2 separate regions of the Mus musculus genome follow, and region 1 is linked to region 2. A link is a contact called in public Micro-C data. All regions are on one chromosome and are shown on one strand. Each heading gives the region's core, a stretch centred on a gene start, on an enhancer-like site or on the middle of the called end of the contact. The rest is flanking DNA. Distances are from core to core; before and after follow the strand shown.

The links. Hi-C and Micro-C count contacts between places; a contact is called where the count stands out from the background.
Region 1: a Micro-C map of muscle stem cells shows a contact between it and region 2, with 4 times the contacts expected there. The contact joins two enhancer-like sites. A contact is called at or near these places in 11 of 39 promoter capture datasets (the 3T3-L1 cell line, 3T3-L1-derived adipocytes, the HPC-7 cell line and 5 more), 2 of 15 datasets of contacts at CTCF or cohesin (the NIH/3T3 cell line and embryonic stem cells), 15 of 484 Hi-C or Micro-C datasets (the C2C12 cell line, the HL-1 cell line, bone marrow-derived macrophages and 7 more), 7 of 115 datasets of contacts at active chromatin or transcription factors (the NIH/3T3 cell line, double positive thymocytes, embryonic fibroblasts and 3 more) and 4 of 9 other capture datasets (adipose tissue, embryonic stem cells, liver and 1 more).

Annotation. Positions count from the first base shown.
Region 1 is chr7:113,219,561-113,225,428 of GRCm38.p6, reverse strand. All of the region lies in intron 1 of Arntl (aryl hydrocarbon receptor nuclear translocator-like), which reads right to left. Among named protein-coding and RNA genes, the nearest start is that of Arntl, 15 kb to the right of the region's middle. Within about 2 kb of position 4,383, at least 12 of the 459 cell types and tissues checked have an H3K27ac peak or open chromatin away from gene starts, as enhancers often do. A contact at or near this core is called in muscle stem cells, where this site is marked.
Region 2 is chr7:113,146,394-113,152,621 of GRCm38.p6, reverse strand. It overlaps Gm33659 (a long non-coding RNA gene), which reads right to left and starts at 1,021. Exons shown (of 3, transcript XR_378433.2): 1 at 935-1,021. Within about 2 kb of position 4,666, at least 142 of the 459 cell types and tissues checked have an H3K27ac peak or open chromatin away from gene starts, as enhancers often do. A contact at or near this core is called in muscle stem cells, where this site is marked.

The DNA.
Region 1 (5,868 bases), core at 3,134-5,633, 73 kb before region 2:
CCTGAGCTACCAGGAGAGGAATTGGGGCTAATGAGGAAGTGCAGAGGAGTTCATTAAAAATAGTTCCCTGGAGGTACCAGCCAAAATCCTTGCTGAACCTACTTAGATGCTGAAAATAATGGGAGACAATACACAAACCTGCCTCAGACAAAGCTGCTACAAGCATTAATCTGGACTCTTACATCAAGGCTGGCTTATCGGTCTTCAAAAAAGCTATCTACTTACCTAGGGCAGCTCAGAGAGAGTCACTCGGAATGCCAAACTAGCTTTTGTGCCTTCACCTGATCCTCCACCTGCAGGCCCTGGTCTGGCCAGGCTGTCGAAGCACCTGAGAGGTCTTTTAATCTCTACACCAGCATTTCTCAACCTGTGGGTTGGGACCCATGGGGGGTGTCATATGACCCTTTCACATCAGATATCCTGCATATCATATGTTTACATCATGATTCACAACAGTAGAAAATTACAGCTATGAAGGCAATGAAAATAACTATGACTGGATGGGTCACCACAGCATGAGGAACTGTATAAGCGTAAATGGTTGCAGCATTAGGAAGGCTGAGGCTCACTGCCCTACACCAAGCCCAGGGGAAATGGGAGGAGCCAGGCCTTGGGATGAAAGTCCTGGATTCCCATGCACTCTGGTCCTCCAGTGCCACTATTAACAGACACTTCTTACCTCCTCTGGGGCCAGTTGCACAGCATGTAATTATTTCTTGAGTTCCTGGTTAGCTTCCTCTCTCTCCCCAAAGCTGCTCTCAGCTAAGGTGAGGTCACTGGCTCATTCTTGTACCTCAGCCACCATATGGAACACTTTAGTCTGCCACAATACAAGAACTCTGTAGATGAATGACAGCTTGGGAACTGTCTGGCTTCAGAGACCAGTCAGACACCTTTGAGAGCCACAGGCAAGCTTGCCATGCTGCCTATGGGCTAAGTCCCAGAGGGAAGGGCAGCCCAGTGTCTTCTTGAAGGTCTGTGGCTACCTCAGTGCCTCCGGTCAGTGCCTCCAAATCTCCTCTGCCCCAGTACAGCTCGGCTCACTCACCTGAGCGACAACAAAGAGGGACACTATAGGGAGGTGAGGACCACAGTGAGTTCTCTTGAGAAGCCAGCAGCAGAAAAATCAAACCTGAGCATGAATAGAGAGATCAGGTATAGAAGGAGCCTGGGAGAGCCAGGGGTGCCCAGCCCTTAATGCTGGATAGAGTCAGGGAGCTGCGGTACAGAAGAAAGGATCACACAACATAGTGAGACCTTGTCTCAAAAAAATCATACATATATACATTCATACATACATACATACATATTGCGATTAAGCCTGGCCAAATCACAGGGGTGTTGCTGGACATCCTTCCTAACATAGGAGGAATACCTGTCACTGTACATGTTCCTTATTGCCTTGGTCAGGAAGTAGTCTGGATCAGTCTGGAAGTATTTGAGAGTTCATAGCCCAGGACAGGTGCCAAAATCAATCAATCAATCAATCAATCAATCAATCTTAGTTTTGGCTTTGAATATGAACTTATTTATTTGTAGGGCTAATTTTTGTGCCCTTTTATGATTGTGAAACTGATACACGCAGGGTTGAGCCAAGGAAACCACACAGTAAGAACAGGAATAAAATCACCTCTAATCCCACAAGATGAGAAGCACTGTTAATATTCTGCTGCCTTTCTCTCCTTCCCTTAATGAGAATTTAAAAGAGATGGGTGCACACTGTGAAGAAATTTCAGTAACACATTTTCTTGCAGTAAAACCCATCTACAACCGCTTCACACCGTTCCCAGCAAGGTGCTCACCCATAGTGAATAAATAAATAATAAAACAAATACGAGAATAAAGTTTGAAAAAAAAAAGCAACAAAAGTAATTAATCGAAAGAACCCCAATTTCTTTACCAGCAGAAAAAAAAAAATCACCACTAAAACTAGGATGGAAGTTCTCATCTCAGAAAACCATGAAGCCCATGTTTACACCTTCTTGTCTAGATCATTTCTTCAAGGCAATAGTTTGAATAAGCCAGGCTTTTCAAATCGAAGGAATTTTATAACTGCATCTGATTATTCTGAAGCAGGAAATCAAGTCTGGGTGGTCTTTGGAAGGTCAGCGGGTTGGCCAAGTCATTTTAAAGGCTGGTTCACACCCATGGATTCTATCTTCAGTCATGTTATAGCTGGTCATCCACACAGTGAGACTGTGTCACCCAATTGGGAGATGCTCGAATGTCTGCCTCGATACTTGATGCCTACTGGGTTTTATACGTGGGTTCCATTGCTCATCCAGCCAAGAGTCTTGAACCTTTTTTCCTGAAGAGAGGACTGCAGGACAGAGAGCTCCTTTGCATATGCCCTTTTCTACCTCTTGGAATATCCACACTCCATTCAGGAATGGACTCACACCAGGCACTAGGAGGAGTACTGGATACAACAGTGAACAGACAGATGCTCCACCCGTTGCCATGGAGCTGCAAGTGATGAGTGGTCCTCATCCGTTAGCCTCACACTGCTCCAGCAGTAAAGGCCATCAATCACAGCTATCCCTCTTTTATAAATATAATATTTACTAGAATGTCCTACTCAGGTCATAGGTGATTTCTTTCCTTCCTTCCTTTTAAGACAGGGTTTCTCTGTGTAGCCCTGGCTGTCCTGGAACTCACTCTGTAGACCAGGCTGGCTTTGAACTCTGAAATCCACCTCTCTCTACCTCTCTGCCTTTCTCTCTGCACCTCTGCCTCTCTCTGCACCTCTGCCTCTCTGCACCTCTGCCTCTCTCTGCCTCTCTGCCTCTCTATCGCTCTGCCTCCTGCCTCAAGTGCTAGTATTAAAGGCATTCACCACCATGGCCTAGCTAGAGAAAGGCTTGTTTCAAACACAGGTCTCTGACTCCTCAGCAAGGGTTCTTCCTACTGTGCCAATCACATTGGTGAGCTTGCTTCCTCTTGCTGACAACTTAAGATTTTTTGGATTAAGAGTCCTTTCTGCTGCCTGGGTACAAGCTGGCTGCTGACTGTGAGCAGTGAAGTGCTCTGATCTCTAGATGGCTCTAGATGTACTTGTCCTGGTTTCAGTGGTTGCCACACTTCTGGTTCCTGATTTAGGGATTCCCTGGTTCTCATTCACTCTAGCTCCAGATCAACTAACCACTTTGCCATTGCCACCACAATGGCTGGCTACCATCTTCCCCAGTGTTCCATTTCCTTTCCACCACCGACCTTGCTGGGCACACGGTCTCCCAATTAAAGATATTTCCTAGCCTCCTTTGCAGCTATATGTGTCCACAGCACTGAGATCTGACCTCAGGGGGATTCAAGGTCTTCACCATAGAGTGATAGGACCCCTTGTACCCTGGTTCTTCCCACTGAGGAAGGTGAAATGAAGCATTTACCTTCAGTCACCAAGTGGAAGTCACTTGTTGATGACACCAGGCCTAGACCCCCTTCACTCTGGACTGACACATAAGAAATCACCCTCCACCAGGGCTCAGCTACTGTGGGAGTATGGGGTCTGTGGGTCTCCTTAACAGAAGAACTAGCCCAAGTAGCCTGAATGAAACCAGATCTGCACACCCCCAGTGAAGCTAGTAAACACTTAAAAGGGTCTGTCTAGACCTGCACATGAAAGTGTTCATTCCATGTTATTATCTCATGGAAAAATTGTGAATAAAGGACACCACCTGGATCTCAAAGGGAAATCCTATTCAGTCAGAAGAAAACTGAGGAACCCAAAAAAGGAAATGAGCTTCCTTCAGAAATCGTAGGCAATCTTGAGAGAGGTGAGGCCTGCAACCAGTCCTCAGTCTTCTACAGCAGCTCTCTCCACTCCCAGCAAAGGTACTGCAAGCCGAACTGAGGGCCAAGGCTAATGTCTCCATGGAAACAGTTATCACAGGAGCTGTGTTCCTGACCAAGAACTCAATGGTCAACTTTTAGGAGAAATTATATAAACTTCATGATTTGTCAACTATAAAAGCCTTGTGGGTTTTTTTGTTTGTTTTGTTGTTGTTGTTGCTTTCCAGATAAGAGGGCTGCTGGTGGCCCAGGAATCTCCTGTAAAGGACATGTGCATCGTGTATATCATCTGGGGGAGATATGTATTGGCTGAATCCAAGACAAGAAGCTGCCGTGTGATCTTTTATTTACTGGTTCAGAAACAGTTCGTAGCACAAAACACATTAAATTAATCATTCCTGCAGGTCCCAAGGGCTTATAGATACAGTATACAGAACACTTAAGAACAGCTTTAGCAAAGCACGGGGAAGGAGAAACCTGGGTAAGCCTGGTTAGAGTGAAGCTGAAATAGAAATGCAGCATGGAGGCCTGGCTCTGCCACTGACCAGCTGTGGGGCCCTGGGCAGTGACTCACACCCCCAGACTAGTTAGTTCCCAGCCTGCACATGCAGATTCCTAACACCTGTCTCCCAGGGTCATGACAGACACCAAACAAGGCACTGTCTATAAAAACAGCTTAGCAAACTGATTGGGAATGTGAGACGGCACTTTTAGAAAGGGCTTTTAAGAGAAGATGCTGATGCTCATCCACCCAGAAACCCTAGCAGACCAGATGCTGCCCAGCCACTCCATGAGACCTAGAAAAACCTCTCATCCAATAGCTCCTTATGGACTAGGGAGCATAGCTGGCAAGAGTCGGTCTCTGCAGCGCTCTTCACTGACATCCATTTGCTCACCGGCCCCCGAGCAGCCAGCAGGATGTCAGTCATGGGCTCTGAGGAAAAGAGAGCTGCAGTGAGCTGGGGCCACTGCATTGTGATAAGGCTGTCCACAAAAAAAAAAAAAAAAGAGCTCGCAGGCCCCACGGTGCTGTGAGAAGCCCTCAGACTAAGACAGGAAGCATTCTGCAGTTGTAGAAATAAGAAAAATTGCTGGTTTTTTTTGTTTTTTTGTTTTAAAGCAGGCTCTTGAGATTGTGGTTTTGGTCCCAGCTTTTCCACATAGCACACATCATCTGAGGTACTCCTTGAGTTTAGACTCCCTAACAAGAGAACGAGATCTATGTCATCCGCCCTGTAAATGGAAAAGGCAAGGCAGCACTTAGCATGATGCTTAGCATACGTCAACAGCCAAAGATTAGGCACTACTCTTAATATATAACAAATATATATATATATATATATATATATATATATATATATAATATATATAATATACGCACATATATAATGTGTATATATACAGATAGATATAGATATGTATTACTGATAAAGTTAAAAGCTGGAAGATCTCAAGCAAGGTTCTGCTATGCCCCAGCAGCCATGGGCTTTTGTGACTGGCTATTACCTGGACAGTGCTGCTGGCTCATTTATTAATCCCAGGCTAATAGAGGTTCTCCTGGATCTCTGCCTACTGCCTGAGGACAGGTGAACCATGCAAGAGTGCCTGGCCAGCCAGTTGGCTAGATTCTGACACTTGTTTTTCTGGTTTGGAGCTGTTCATCATTATGCTGAGAGATATTCTCAGAGAAGAAGACATTTGCATGACTATCTGTGTCTAACTTTTCCATCCACGTCTGGTAAGAAGGCTCTCCATCTCTGGCTACGAAATGAGTAACTGCCTTGAAAGCATGGCCCCAGGACTGGAGATGGAGGTCAGCTGGCAGAATGCTTGCTCAGCACACACGAAACCCTGGGTTCAGTCCTCGGCACTGCAATAATCAGGGTGCTGGCACAAGCCTGCAGTCTCAGCATTTGGGAGCTGAGAGCAGGAGAATCGGGAGTTCAAGGTCATCCTCGGCTACACAGAAAACTGGAAGCCGTCCCACGCACACGAGGCCCTGTCTCCAAACAAAAAATAAGGCAACAACAAAAATGTTTCTAAGCCAACAAAGTAGCACGAGTCAGCACCCATGTAGTG
Region 2 (6,228 bases), core at 3,417-5,916:
GGAGAGGGAGAGGGAGAGGGAGAGGGAGAGGGAGAGGGAGAGGGAGAGGGAGAGGGAGAGAGAGAGAGAGAGAGAAGATGTGAATAAAAATGTAATCATGCTACTAGACGCTCTGACATTCTCCACCTCTGCCCCAAGGCCAGGGTGGCTTGTGTTAGAATTCTGATAAGAAGAGGGACACCTTGGGGTCCTGTTGTAGCCAGGTCTCAGAGCAGAGCCCAGGGGAAGAAGTGATCCTCAGAGAATATCTTACATGCAGGATCACATCCCACCCTTAGATCCCCTGTTGAGAGAGACAAGAGGTGCCTGAGAAAGATTCAGTGAAACTGAGGTCCTTAACCGAAAAGTGTGTTAGCTGAATCCTGAGGCAGGGTACTTTCAAATGCTCACCCTGGCTCTCAGAGTATAGGATGTGAACCCAGCTGTGGGGATAAACTAATGGTATGAAAGAAATGGCTTTCTGGAGAGTGCTGTGTGTGTGTGTGTGTGTGTGTGTGTGTGTGTGTGTCTGTGTCTGTGTCTGTGTCTGTGTGTATGTGTGTGTGTCTGTGTCTGTGTGTCTGTGTCTGTGTGTCCCCCACCACTCTTCAAGAAAGGAGTTACAAACTGTGAGAATAAAATAGAATGAAAGCAGCCATGAGCTTTGCAAACTGAATTCAGCATTACCGACCTGGCCCCTTTAACATGGCATAGGGCTCTGTTCTCTACGGTATTTGGTTTAAACTTGCTAAGTCAGCATCTTGCTGCCTCTCTTTTCCAGTTGAAGAGTGCCAGGCTCGACGTGTCCACTGTTAGGAAGTAGTGAAGTGAGACTCGAGTCCCCGACATGGCAGGCCGGGTGACTGGAGCCTGTGCTCTGGTTTACTTAGGCAGCCAAAGGAAAAACAATGAGTCCTCTTTTGTGTGTGAGTCAGAGCAGAGCCTGTCTACTCACCCTTCCTCCAAGGTTATGTGTCTCCCAGAAGAATATAGCCAGAACCCCAGCCCTGGGGAAGAGCCAGGCTTGGGGCCACCGCTGCCAGAACTGGTTTCTGTCTGCTGCTTTCTGCTTTGGTGTCTCTTTGTATCTTGTCTGAGGGTTCCCTTCTGAGGTGCCATTCAGTGGATGTCTAGGGAGAGAGAGAGAAGGTCCCTGGCTCACCACTTCCTGGGGCAAAGGGGGTGGAGGGAGTAGGACCGGTTATCAACACTGATTAAATTCAGATCTCAGACACTATCACCCAGGCCAGGAGCCTCATGCTTAGTTGGGATTCTGATCTTCATTCCATATTTTTGTTTATTTTTCTCCAAGTATAAAAAGACAGCATAGACTTTCCCCCAAATGATGTTCAGTACATTGCAGTGCAGAGGCAGTAAGAATGCTCCGGAGAGAAGCTGCCTATGTTTTTTTCTTTTGTGTTTCTCTCGTGCATCTTCAGGAAAGAGAACAGAACTCTTGACGGGGATAATCTTAAGAGGCTCCAGATAGGAGAGACACTGCCATTTGTCAGCAACCCAGTGGTTTCTAAGTCTCTTTCATGGCTGAGATCCCCTTGAGCTGAATCATAACAGTCCCCCCCCCCCTCCAACGGCAGAACACAAAGCCCTTGACTGAGAAGGAAAATAAACATTAATCAGACACTTTTTGCCTTAGGAAGGAAAATGTGGGTGGAGGCCTTCAAGCAGGCCGGGCTCCTGTTTGAGCCAACAGTCCCAAGGTGCAGTGTGCGCTGAGATTTGAAGACTAGCTACTTCCTGAGAGTGGCTCTAAGTCAGTCAACGTTTCCATGGGAGATGCCACTTTTGCGTGAAGAAAAGTTATTTTAAGCCTTCAACAATGGGGAAGGAATAGAAGCCGCAGTCCTTTCTGGAAACTCACAGACTGGGCAAGCTTCCCTCCATGCAGAGACAATAGCTTGGACCCGGCTGAAATTTGTGATCTGCAAGTGCCAGCGGGGCAACTTGGGAAGAAGAAGGGAGATAAACCAGCGGCTTCTTAAGATTGTCAGGCCAACTGTGGATTGTTGCTAGGAACACACCGTCTTCATTTATTTCCGTGATGGCTTCTCTCTTCTCAAAGTCAGAATCATTTTCCTAGATCCTTATCTTCTTTGTGATATGCTCCCTCATATCCCAGCTCCTGGGAAGGCATGAACAAATAAATGTCTGTTCACCTGACATAGGGCGCCAGCAAGCAATTAAAGAGATCATTCCACCCAAATCTAGCTATGGGAACCAGTGAGGCTACCGTGGTTACCTCCGGGATCACTGTGACTAAAGGCTCATCCAGCTTGGATGACAACCTGGAAAAGCTTGTATCCCTGGAGAGCCAAGGATAACTCACAGAGTCCCCCTTTCCCTGGCAACTGTTTACTGTCAGATGACCCAGAAAGGGGGTGTGAAGCCTGTAACTTCCTGAGCTTCCTGAGGCTGCTAAGTTTCATGACCTTGCAAAGCCTTTGAGGATATTTCTTAACTCCAGGGGGTCTGAGGCACCTCCCTCTTCCTGCCTCTCTCCAGGCGGGAATGCTTCACCTTAGAGGGAACAACTTCAGAAGAGCATGCCATGCCTGGCCTTTCTGTTACCTCTGCCTACCAGATCCCAGACTCTCTGTCTCTTTGTCTCTCTCCTTGAAATGGGATCTCTTTACATAGCCCCAACTGTACCTGAAGTCACTCTGTAGACCAGGCTGTCCTCAAACTCACAGAGATCTACCTGCTTCTGCCTCCCAAGTGCTGGGATTAAAGGCATGCGCCACCATGCATGGCTACCAATTTTCTGATTTCTTCTCAGGGTTAACCTTGGACTGTGGGGTTTTGCTATAGTCAAGGTCTAGGAAAATCTGGGCCTTGTCTAGGAACAGGGAGGGATCCCTTTAGCTCCCATATCAGCACCAAGGCTTTGTCTGTGGGATGTCAATAAACATCTTAATTCAACCAAGACTTGGTCCCACATCAAGGATTTGTGCTTGACATCACACAGGGCTTGTGAAGGTCTGGTTATGATGTGACCTCTGTAGTCACAGGAGTACCTCCATATTCTCAAGACTCTGATCACAGTAAGGCAGGAGTCATGGGTATCAAGTGGACAACATCCAGTCAAAGGGCCTCACTGTCATCCTATCAGAGGCAATGCTAATGGTGACCCAGAGAGACTCATGCTGTTCCTGCATTCTACAGAATGAAGTATTAAGATCACAAACTCATGCAACACACATGTATTTTGCCTTATTCAGTTTGGAATGGAAAGTTGCCCTGACCCCATATTTCTTAAGAAGGTAAAAGCCAAGCATATGGGATTTCTAAATAAAGAGGGACTTTTGTGAGGAGAGTGGCTGTCATTCAGCTCTCCATTCCCAAAGGGCCCCAGGCTCCCAGGTAGCTGACATCACCAGCCTGCACCAAGCTTAGCCAGGAAGACAGGTCTTAAACCATGTCTGACTCATGAAGGAAGCCAGCAAAGGACCTAGATCAAGTCTACAAGACCATTCCATCCTGCCCTCCGGTACATGGCATGTGTTCATCAGAAGAGGAGAGAAGGGACAAAGAGGGAGAAGAAAGGAAAAGAAAGGGGAAGACACCCAATAGGATGCAGAATTCAGCCTTCTTGAACTCCTGCAAGACTAGTAACATAACAGCATTATGGAAGTGTTTTAGAAGAGGATTCTGGGAAGGAACCTCTGTTTCAAAGGCAGCTCACTAACGTGACTCATCAAACCACCGTGAGCCATGGAGAGATGCTTGAGAGAGCAGGCGCCTCTCTGAGGAAAAGTGCGTACTCCAGTGGTAGACTCGCTCACCCAAGGCTGACACACTTCCCTGGAAGAACAAGTTAGCAAATGGTGATTATTTCAAGTCACCCACACCCAAGAGACACCTTCTCGGTATGTGGTTGTCCTTAAGGGACATCATTAAACTCTGGTGTTCTGTAGCCCAGTTGGTCATCAGATAAATCATCAGATTTCCTTGGAGGAATATCTTTTGTTTTTTGATTTTTAAAAAAAATAGACAATGTGTGTGAATATGTATGTATGTATGTATGTATATGTGTATGTGCATGTCTGCGTGTGTGTTTGTGTGTGTGTGTGTACAGATGGGGTGTGTGCACATGTATGAATGTTTTCCTGCCTTCCTTTTTTCTTTCATATATACTTTTTATCTTTTGAGACGGTACCTCAGAGCACAACACAAGCTGGATTTGGACTTCGGATCCCCTTGCCTCAGCCTCCCAAGTGCTGAGATTACAGACATGCCCCATTGCCCAAGGCCTTGCATGAATGTACTCTGGTTGTCTTGCTGTCTGCCTCTCTCCGGGACAGAAACTCTTCTAGAAGCCCTTTTTGAGGTCAGGCAGGCCAGCTGTGTCTTGTGGATTTTTGTACCGCAGACAGGAAGGTCTCCATCTGGCTTGTTAATGACAACCACATTTTCAAAACCTCAGACTGGGGCCCAGTGTCTGACCAAGGCTGGGCTTCTACTTCATGAATATAATCATGTGCTCTTTTCACTAAGGGATAGAATGACATCACTTGTCATTAGCCTTTTGCAGAGAATTGTGACAGGATGTTGGGACCACCAAGAACTCAGTGACAAGTGCCTTTGGAACTCCCTTCCAGAGACAGTGATTTGGGAAGCTGGTGCAGTCCTGACTCAGGCACGAAGCTTCTATGCCTCACAGACCGAAGCAGCCTGGGCGACTCGGCATAGCTTAGGGTCCACTGTGGCTAATGAGCTCACTCTTGGGCTGCCGGCCCGGCCCGCCGGTCTGCTGCAAGCTGCCAGCGTCTCAAGCTGTGAATCAGCCTAGGCTGACACTTGATTCAGCATGGCCAAGGAACCTTGGGAACCTCCCCAAACCTGAGCACTTTAGTCCAGAGCTGGAGAGTCACAGGGAAGTCTACCCACCCCAACCTTCCTCTGCCTCCCAGCTACCCTGCTCTTCTGAGAGATTAGAATCCCTGCCATTGTTCTGAAACCCTTAGTTCCACCCACGGTGGCCCTGCCCTGTTGAGGAGGCTGTGGGCTTTGGAAAGGATTCACAAGCGCGCACACACACACACACACACACACACACACACACACACACACACTGTTTCTTTGAGATCCCACTGAATTAAGCTCCTTTGTCCTTCACTTAATTCCAGGGGAGTTAGTCAGCATTAATGGGGTGGTATCTCGAGCTACTTCCCTTTCTGCCTGGAAGTCCACCCACAAGCTTCTTCCAAACGCCACAGGTTTTGTGCCTATTTGTTCTGTGAGTTAACTCTTAAAGGACCTCACAGGAAGAAGAGAAGGCAGCGATGCTCTGAGGGCCCTCATCAGGACCACTGCACATTTTATCCATTGACTCTTTACTGCTGGTGCTGAGGTAGAAATTATTATGCCATTTTCTCGATAAAGAAGCTGAGGCCAGATAAACTATGTTCTCTCCTCCACTCAAGGTCACAGAATTGAGAGTGGATCCTATAATCAACTGAATCCTTACGCACAGGTCCTTAATGTCTAATAATTTGATACCACCAAGTTGGCAAAAGTGTTGTCTGAGGATATCTGTTTCTCAAGTGGCTTTGGCTTAATTTTCCTTAGCATACATTGATTGATTGATTGTATTAGTTGGGGGAAGGTTTTGTGCCACAATAAGGGTGTGGAGACCAGGGGACAACTTTCAAGAATCAGTTATTTCTCTCTACAAAGAGGCTCTCACGGATCCAACTCAGGTGCTCAGGCTTGTCAGCAAGTGCTAATTTTTAATTTTAATTTCCTCCCCAAACCCGTCATTTTAGGAAAGCTGTTGACTCAGTAGCCCTGTTCTCAGTCACAGAGTAACATTTTGTGCCGTGATGACACATGGCACAAACTTCAGGAAGGGTGCGGTCACCCGTGTGACCGAGCTACATGTCAGCCTGGAGACGGGGAGAAAGCTCAGAATTGGCCCACTACTGCCTCTTCTTGTGGTCCTCAAGCTTGCAGTGTCTGTCTGCCATGCTGGTGCTGCCTACCCTCCCTGCCCGGTGTCCACCACATTCTCCAGTTTCTCTTTCCCCATCCTACTGAAACTTCCAAACCAATGCATATTCAGATGGCGTCATCTGTTCTGAAACCTTCCTCGGCTCCCAGACACATGCAGTCAACAAACCTTTCAGAGGGTCTTGAGAGGCCTCCTTGGCAAGCAGCATCTGTGGATATGCACTTTGTGCACCAAGTTTAAGCCACTGAAGGATGGACATCATCAGTCCCCGAATCCTGAGT